Linked DNA regions of Sus scrofa: region 1 is linked to region 2. Evidence: chromatin contacts called from public Hi-C data. All regions are on one chromosome and are shown on one strand. The core of a region is the stretch at or near the end of the contact, and the rest is flanking DNA. Distances in the headings are between cores, read along the strand shown.

Region 1 (4,711 bases), core at 2,027-4,526, 550 kb after region 2:
CCACGGGATGGATGGTCACTGGGACACAGGGGAACGTGCTCTGATTCACTCTGAGAAATGAGATGCAGTTCAACACCACTGTGATTTGTGATGCCATTTACACAATTAAACACAGGCATGTAGCACAAGGAGGGGGTGTGGTTAATGGCATTACACAAGCTACAAAGAGCAGACAGCTACAGGCTGGAGGCGACATGGGACAGCACCACCAAAGGGCGTGGGCAGACCCGTCAATTCACCAAGGCTCTCTTCTATTTAGCTGGGCCTTTTACTCAAGACTGTCAAGCTCCCCACCAACATGGAGCAGCAGCTGCTGGTGGCCTGTTTTACAGATGACAAGCTTAAGGTCCCAACAGGGCCACTGAGGGCTTGGAAGAGTTCTGCCCGTGCTGAATTCCAGCTCAAAAACTTCCCAACAACCTGCATTCCCCCAAGTCCTGAGGGGAGGTTCACGCACAGTGGGAAGGCCCGAGGGCTGTGGACAGACCACAGCCTTTAGATTTGTTCTCTTGGGATCACACAGATCCTCTTTCTCTTCCAACTCCTTCCTCTTCTTTATGTGAGAGTAGATGCTGACACCTGCAAATTCCTATGAACCCCGTGCTCCAGCTCAACACCCCTGGGCTCACTCCTGGCAGCAGGAGGCCACCCACAGGGGGCCATGTAAGCCTCAATGTCAGCATTCACCTGTCCCTGCAGCTTCCAGGCCCCGTCCATGGAAACCTTTCTCAAAACCAGCTGAGGCTTCTGGCTTGAGCCAGCTCACAGTGTCCCCCAAGAGGCTCAGGCTGCCTAAGAGCAGCATTTCCCACTGGACCTCGGAGGAGCCCTCCTGGTCAGGGCTGAGGTAGGTCAAGGAATCTGTTCATCCCCCCATTTACTCTCGATCCATGCAGCCCTCACCGTTAGGACCGGCTTCACAGAGCAGCCCTGATTCCTCCTTGCCCCCCAACCCTGCTCATTTTAGGTCTCTTTCCCTGGACCTCCACCAAACAGGTCAGATCGCGTTTCCTTAAAGCAAAGTACAACCTGCAATTTTATCAAGGAAAGCACGCATGCTGTTTGATTTTTGAGACTGTTATCCATGGGGAGACAAACAGGAGGAAGAGGTGGAGATGCGTAATCACCAGCCAGCCTACAGGCCTGGAAAGACACTGAAACACACATGTCACACAGCCCTGCTGCCCTTCTCCGGACACAAGCAGGTTACCAGACTCAGACAAACAAGAACTCTGATCAGTCGAGGTCCAGGGAGGCAGACGGGGAGGACACTGCACCTAGTGCGCCTGTTGCATGCCCAGCACACGATCTCTTGTGCTGGCCTCACAGGCCCACCGGCCTGGCCACCATGCACTCCCCTACTTGGCTGACCAGCTCACAGTCCTCCCTGCTGGTCCCCATGCTCCCCATGCCAGCTCTCCACCCCACTCTCCAGCTCCTCCACCAGGAAAGCTCCAGCCCCACATTCGCTGGTCACTTCCTTACTTGGCTCTCGAACATCACTACCCCATACAAAACAGCACCCTGACGGACCCTCAGGGGTGACAAACCTGTTCTGAAACTGTGGAGAGGCAATGGCTCCACAAGAATGTCAACTCAGGAAGTGCACTGACTTAACTTTAAAATGTGTTGCATGAACAGGACTCAGTGAAAAGAGAAAAGCACACCTACCCTCCGCTCCTTACACCAGCCTGGCTTGCTTCAAGATGCTCACCACCTGACTTGTTCTCCATGGGCCTGCTGTGTGCCTGCCACCCAACACAGCTCTACATGGGTAGGAACTGCGAGCTCACATCAGCAAACATGGGATGCTGCAGCCGCCCAACAGTGAGCCCTGAGGGGGCGTGGGTGGAGACAAACAGCCTGCCTGCTGCCAAGCCCTCGGCCACTGCAGCCACCCTGACAGTGGCCCCTGAGGAGACTCAGGGTGGGAAGACAGGATGCAGGCCCCAGAGAGCTGAGCTGCACATCACAGGAATGACGTCGGTGAGCCCTGACTTGCCTCTTTCCACACTCAGAAAAGCGTTGCATTCCTTAACCTGAAACACCTGGTTTTCTTTTATTAACAGGGATCTTTCAATGCTCTGCTAACCCAGTCTTTTGTTACAAAATCTCCTGTATATTCTGCTCCCGCAGCCTCCTCAGAGCCATCTCAGCCTTATCTGAGATGCTGTGTCCCACGCTTAAGTCCTCAGAATGTCCACCCAATAAAACAGAACTCTCACCTTATAGGTTGGGCTTTTTTTTTTTTTTTTTTCAGTCAACAGAACTCTGTCCCGTCCATGAGGCGCCCCAGTGCCAACACAGAAAGCACAGGACAGCGGTGTGCTTGCAGGGACAGGGGAGTGTACGACGTCGTAAGAGGGAGAGACGGCAACTTTGGGCCTTCCAGCCTACGTGCATGCCTGACAGCATGGCAGGGCCCTGGGTTTGCCAAGGGGACACAACGCGAATGAAATGGGAGACACTAACTCCATGGCCGGCAGACTTACACCCCAGTGGGAGGAGGCCTCACAGAAAAGGATGAGGGTAAAGAGGTGCCACCCCCACCCCCCACCCCCCTACACAACACACAAGGATGCTGGTTCTCCAGCAGCCCAGAGGGTCTTCTGCAGACAAAGAGAAGCAATATAATCACATTCATCTTCCTCCTTTTACAAAAACTATTGATTCTCAGAAGAAAGCGTATTTAACAGAACCAACAGAGGCTTCTGCTGCCTTTGCATCCCCCTTCTTCCCTTCCCCTCCCCACCCCCTGCCCCAGATTCCAGTGCACGGAGGGGGTGGGTGAAGCAGAGGGTGGCTGGTCATGCCTGGAGGGACATCACCTGGAGCCCTCTCCCCTGAAGCCTGTGAAACAGGATTGGGCCTGGTGAGAGACACAGGCGGAGCACCCAGCTCAGGACCCAGCATTAGGAGGCGTGGCATCTACAACACACAACCTGGGTGTGCACACCTGTCAGATGCACCGCAGCACCTAATACCTGAGCAGTTCATAGCTACAAGGTCCAAGTGATACTTCGTTTCCATTTCACATATTTAATGACAACAAATTTTAATACAGAGTTTATGAATAAAAGGAATGACCAGTGTTCTTTTTTTAAACTAAGGGAATGTTCCATTTTTCTCCCAAGCCACACAAATATTTCTGCATTTCATGAGACAGTTGTGCCTACCTGTCAGGCCTAAATAATCAGGCTGCCAAAAAAAGAGCTACAGCAACTCAAATCCAGATTCAGTGCGGAACCCCTGAGGAGCGCAGTGAGACCTCGACATTTCAAAGAACGTGTGAGAGACGCCTCCCCAGGCCAGTGTGCAGCAGGGCCTCAGAGACAACCCCATGGCCAAGGGGGCCTGAGACACATGCCAAGGGGTTCAGAAGGCACACCAGCTCAGGTCTCTGGACAGGAGTGCGACGTCATCTGGGCCTCATACCCCTACTTAGCAATAGGACTGAGCGAGATGGGTTTGAAACCTGTTCCCAGCTCCAAAGATCCACTGTGTACATCCCTGGCTACCGAGGTAGGACACCGTGTACTGGCCAGCACAGACGCTGCAAGAGCTGCCTCAAGTCACTCCCCCCAGAACTTCTTCTGACCCTGACCCTCCTCAACTCTGCCCCGCTCCACCTGTTCCCGACAAGCCATCCTCCACCTTCTCCGTGAAGGCTCTGACCCCCTGCAGACTGCCTTCCCCAGGGGTCTAGAATATGACCCCTCCCTACCTCCCCGACAAGAGGCCAGACCCAGGAAGACTGGCAGCAGCCTTACTTCCTCCTGGTGGCCATGTCCTCATCTGCCACCAGCTGCTTACCTGGGGCCCTTCCAAGGGATGGCCTCTAAGACCAGAAGGCTGCAGGTGCCTTCCTCCACCTCTTCTAACGTGACCTTCTAGAAAAGGTGGAGGGTGGACGCTGTGGTGGCTTCAAACAGAACTCATGTGAGGTGCGTCATCCTTGAGGAGAGCGGCCTGGGGGCTCTGGAAGCACTGACACAGGCAGAAACCAATTCACCCTGAGAACCAGTGGGGTGGGCACACAGGACTGGCACTTGGGCAGGTGAGCAGCCTGCACTAGAGGAAACCCCAGGGAGAATGTCCCTGCACAGGCCAGCCTCCTTGCCCCAGCTCCTCGTCCACCAACAGTCAGCACCTTACTAGGAGATCAGCCCAGGATGGGGGCCACTGGGTGCCCTGGCACAACCATGCACGGCAGTATGGACACTCCCTGTGGCCGGGTGCTGCTCCATCCCCAGGAGGGAACAGCACCGGAACATGTCACTCCAGCCCCACAACCACTCCGAAGAAGGCACTTCTGTCCCGTGATCCAGATGGGAACACCAACACCCAGAGACACGTCACAGAGGCCACACAACTGGCTTAGGTAACAGACGGGATGCTTTGCATTTTTCTACAACTCAGTACCTCCCTCTTAGGTCTGTTCAGACTATGACTCAGAGACCGCGCTATTTGCCCTGACTACTTCACGGACTGACTTGATTAGGTTCCTGCCTTTACCTATAAGCGGAGGTTAAAACCCAGCACCCTGGTGCTGCTACTGTGCACTCTCCACCTAGAATCTGTACAGCACCTTCAGGGCAGCAACCCCTGCCTCCTACCCCTCAGGGAGGTGTCCCAGGGAGCTCCCGGCCGCCCTACTGATCTCCCAGGTGGCCCTAGTCTGGGAGGGCTGGCACCTGAAGCACCAGCATGC
Region 2 (4,735 bases), core at 970-3,469:
TCCTCACCCTAGGTTCCCTCTCATGGGAGGAAGGGATATGACCAGGTCACTGATAGATGATGCTGCTCCAAGGGCAGAGATGGGTCATCCTGGGCCAGCCTTGCAAGAAGAAATGAGGGAATCCCTGAGGAAGTGATATTGGGCAGGTTTTGCAGGATGAGTAGCAGTTCACTGGAGCATAGAAATCCGACTTGATTGCATTTGGGTATGGGAGCATCATCTGTGGTGAAGGTTCAGGTGCAGCTTCAAAGAGCCTCTGGGAGTTCCCATCGTGGCGCAGTGGTTAACGAATCCGACTAGGAACCATGAGGTTGCGGGTTCGAGCCCTGCCCTTGCTCAGTGGGTTAACCATCCAGCGTTGCTGTGAGCTGTGGTGTAAGTCACAGACGCGGCTCGGATCCCAAGTTGCTGTGGCTCTGGCGTAGGCTGGCAGCTACAGCTCCGATTAGACCCCTAGCCTGGGAACCTCCATATGCCTCGGGAGTGGCCCAAGAAATGGCAAAAAGAAAAAAAAAGAGCCTCTGATCAGTCAGGTTGGGAGGCCCACGCAGGAAGAAAGGAACAGTGGGGACATTTACAGGTGTGTATGTCCCAGAGTCACAGTTAAGTGTTTTCTAGTCACTCTTTTGGCCAAATCACTTAGCGCTTTTCAAAGAAAACCAGCTTAAGCCTTGTTGCCTTTGACTTCTCTCCCTTGAAACTGCTGCTTCTGGCCCCAGGCCCCTCTCCTCCTCTGGGGCTGGGGGCTCCTTGGATTTCTGGGAGTCCTGAGACCACAGCTACCCTGGGAGTGACGAGATCAGTGATGGTGCTTGGCTGCTGACCTCATCCCTGCCAGCTGCCAAGGGAGCAGACGTGGGCAGGGCCGGACAGCAGGGCTTATGGTTCTGAGGTTATGTGGTCTCAGCTGGTCCTATCACAGCACATCCAGGCTGTTGTCTGGAAGGGTAGGAAATAGGAGGTGATGCATTGTAGGCGAGAAGTGGGGAGCCTGGAGCTGGCTACAGGAGCTTCTGCCTCCCCTTGGCCAGCCCAAGGGCACAGCCAGCACAGAGCAAACCAGAACCCAGGGACAGACAGGGATTCTGGCCTTCTTTCAACACCTGCATCCACGTGGGCCTGGAGTCCTGGATGCAGAGATGTGGACTTCTCCCAGTTTGTTCCAGGGCCACTCTAGCTGGGCTTCTGACCCTGGTTACCAAGAGCATCCAGGGCAGAGGAGAGCTGGCCTTGGCCCAGCTTGGGGGTCAGGGTGAGATCTGCAGAGTGTAGAGAGCAGGGCAGTGAGCAGGTGGGGGGCCACACCTGTTCTGCCAGCGCCCAGGCAAAGGAGCAGCAGTTCTGAGACTGCTTGGAGAGAAAGCTGACACACCCATTATGCAGTCACACAGCAGGTTTGCTGGGGAACCTGCAGGTGCCTCTGGGCACAGGCACACAGACACACAAAGAAACACACACACACACACACATTTCAAAAATGTGCAGCTCTCCTCTCAAAAAAGTATACGCCTCTTGACCTAGAAATTCCACTTCTGGGAAGCTGCCCTAAGGACAGAATAAAGGATGTGTGCCAAGACTCCCCGTCAAGGAATTTCCCTGCAGTGCAGCTCGTAATAACACACAGTTGGCAGCAGTCAGGATTCCACTAAGGGAGTGGTCAGGCCCTCAAACCAAACTCGGCTGTTAACTTCCATGGGGAGACAAGCCTTGTTTACTGTAGACTGAGAAAGGGAAGCAGCTTGCAAACGGTCTTCACCCTCTGAAGACATTTGGGTAAAATAAGTCTGCATCAGCAAGGACTCGAGGAGTTGGGTCTGGGTGTGATCAAGGTGGTTTCTGAGTTGGGAGGATTGTGGCTCTTTCTGATCCCTTAGGAATCCAGGCTTGCTTTGTGTGAGAGGAAAAATAAACCCAGTTTTGAAAAGGAATGTGCATTCTGCACACACAGCCCCTCCTCCTCCCGTGTGTGACAATGAGGTCTGAATAAGGATGAAGATCGCAGGTGGCTCACAGAGGCAGGAGGCTTGGGCGGCTTCTGGGACGGATGTGCTGTCACTCTGCAGGGACAGGGCAGCTGCCTGAAGGGTGAGGAGCCAGGTCAACTCAGGTGAGAACAGTCTCGAGACAGAGAAAGCTGGGAAAGGAGCAGAACAGAGCTCACAGTGTGCGACTGTGTGAACAGTTCTGTGCAAACATAAAAATGAGCCACCTCTAGGGGGACCCACAGGAGTCCTAACAGCCCTGCCTGGGAGAGGCTGGGAGGGTCAGGGTGGGAAAAGGGAGGCTCACCTTAGCTGCAGACCCATCTGCACCTTGAATCACAACTGGCATGTGTTCCCTATTTGAAAGCATAGTTTACACAAAGAAAAAGGAAGCACGCTTAGCCTAGCTTATGTCCCAACACACAGACATGGGAGCACTGGCCAGCAGGCCCTCTCCGGCCTCACCACCAAGATCATCCTGAGGCCTCTGGGCCTTGTCCCTTGGTGGGGCCGGCAGGTGTGAGGGGCTGTGGGCGGCTGGGCTCTGTCTCTTTAATTCCTCTGGCTGAGACACCAATTTTCTGCTAGGCTGGCCTGGCTGCTGCAGGGCTGTTTCTGCTAACAAACTGCACGGAGGAGCAGAGCAATTAGGCAATTAAACTGTTTTAAATGGAATTTAGAGCCCTAATGTTTCTCTGGGAGGGTGGCCTCTGGGCCTCACCTCTGCCCTGTGTGGGGGATGGGAGAGCAGAGGGGTGCAAGGGCAGGGCTGGTAACAGACCCCCAGAGATGGACACTTAGACCTGCGGCCCCGTGGACAGGCCTGGCTTGTCCCTGCCTCTTCCCATGCACTCACATTTTCAATCAACACCCACCACATGCCACACACTGTCCGGGCCCTGGGATCCACGAAGTCCTTGTCCTCAGGAGCAGGTCAAGGAAGCCGATTCCAGGATGAAATGGGAAGGTAGGAAAGGGAACAGGTGGGGGATGCTACCAGCAAGTGTGGTCAGGCCTCTTCAAGGAGGTCACATGCCTGTTATATGAGACCAGGGATGGGAAGATGCAGACATAGAGCTTTCCAGAAAGTGGGAACAGTAAGTGCAAAGGCCCTGAGGTACACCCAATATTGGCTAATTTAGGCAAAACCAGAGGTTAATATGGCCAAAGCATGGAGTTGGGAGGAGTTGGGAGACTGGCTGGGGCAGCCTGTGCACCGACTCCATCTTGAAAGGCTCAGAGCAACCTTGAGGAAGGGGCATGTTACCCATATCTGTGCCAAGAGGAAAAGGGACTTGCCTGAGTCACCCAATGGGATGAGCAAGACTGCTCGGCCTGAAGCAGAGCCCCAGGTGCTCCGAGCTTCCTGTGACCACAGGGCTTTCCCTGACAGAAGGAGCAGGTGGTCCCCAGGGCAGGGCAGGGGTGGGGAAGCACAACTACTGAGTGAGGAGGAGCTTTTGTTCTTTGTCTTTTTTAGGGCTGCACCCAAGGCATATGGAGGTTACCCAGGCTAGGGGTCAAATCGGAGCTGTAGCTGCTGGCCTGCACCACAGCCACAGCAATGCCAGATCCAAGCTGTGTATGCAACTTACATCACAGCTCATGGCAACGAGGGATCCTTAACCCACAGAGCAAGGCCAGGGATTGAACCTGCATCCTCATGGATACTAGTCAGATTCATTTCCTCTGAGCCACGAGGGGAACTCCAGGAGGAATGTTTTAACTGAACGATCTGGCCAGGAATAACCTCCTTGTAAGATGGTGAGTTTCCTATCCTGGGAGATATTTAAGAAAACTCAGGTTGAGAGGGTTTTATAGTGGGTACTCTAGTGTTGAACAGGTGGAACCATGGGGTCAGTAGTTTCCAGCTGGCCTGGGGGCCATCCTGTGTGCCAGCCTGCATGTGATGCCTGGCAAGGCCCTGACCTCTCCGGGCTCCATCCTTGGCTATAAAAAGGAAGCAACAGTGGTATTTGCTAGGCTCGTGCAAACACTAGAACAGTGCCTGGCTTGTGGCACAGCCTGTGCTGGGGAAATGCTGTATTATTTCTTTTGATTGGAAAACTTCTAAAACATGTTTATGATAAAAATAAGTACAGAAAATGTGAATCCAACCATCCAAAGGATCAACAATGAAGGGTGGTCCCCCTCTCCCAGAGGCCACTGGGATAGCACTTTGTGGGAGGGGGTTGCCTTCCAAAGCTACTACACACATCAGGGGATGCGCCTTCCCCTCAAGCTGTAGCGTCCTCCACACTCTTCTGCATTTGGCTTCCTTCCTTCATTCCACTAAAGCCATACACACTGATTTTAAATTTCTGAGTAGAAAATATATTCTCACAAGGTTTCAAAGTTCCAGTGCTCTCCCCTGTACCTGCCTGCCACTACACACTGACATGGCTTCTTAGGGATTTTCCTAGTGTTTCTTTAACAAACACTCAGCTCTACATGCTGGTTTTCTCCCTTAATGTCCTATCTGCAGAGTTCCCTGAATCTGCCATTAACTGGAGGGAGTATCTCTGTTCCTGGACCCTGGTTGCTATGATTTCACCATCACACACACAGCAGCAGTGGCTCCTCTGACGTAATTTAGGCAATGCGTCATTTCTTGGTACCTGGCTTGCCTCCAGGTCCACGGGTGGCAGTGGGCTACTAGGTCAGAGGATAACCCCACTGGACAAACAGTATCCCCTGGGAAGAGGACATGGCAGGGGCCTGTTTCCACAGTGGTGGTGCCAACTTTGTGTGTC

What was found. Hi-C and Micro-C count contacts between places; a contact is called where the count stands out from the background.
Region 1: a Hi-C map of omental adipose tissue shows a contact between it and region 2, with 2.1 times the contacts expected there. The contact joins two enhancer-like sites. A contact is called at or near these places in 15 of 47 Hi-C or Micro-C datasets (alveolar macrophages, embryonic fibroblasts, fetal skeletal muscle and 9 more) and 1 of 2 datasets of contacts at active chromatin or transcription factors (alveolar macrophages).

The regions. Positions count from the first base shown.
Region 1 is chr13:73,222,480-73,227,190 of Sscrofa11.1, forward strand. All of the region lies in intron 4 of CHCHD6 (MICOS complex subunit MIC25), which reads right to left. Among named protein-coding and RNA genes, the nearest start is that of CHCHD6, 38 kb to the right of the region's middle. Within about 2 kb of position 3,277, at least 14 of the 83 cell types and tissues checked have an H3K27ac peak or open chromatin away from gene starts, as enhancers often do. A contact at or near this core is called in mesenteric adipose tissue and omental adipose tissue, where this site is marked.
Region 2 is chr13:72,672,717-72,677,451 of Sscrofa11.1, forward strand. No RefSeq gene overlaps it. Among named protein-coding and RNA genes, the nearest start is that of TPRA1, 14 kb to the left of the region's middle. Within about 2 kb of position 2,220, at least 26 of the 83 cell types and tissues checked have an H3K27ac peak or open chromatin away from gene starts, as enhancers often do. A contact at or near this core is called in mesenteric adipose tissue and omental adipose tissue, where this site is marked.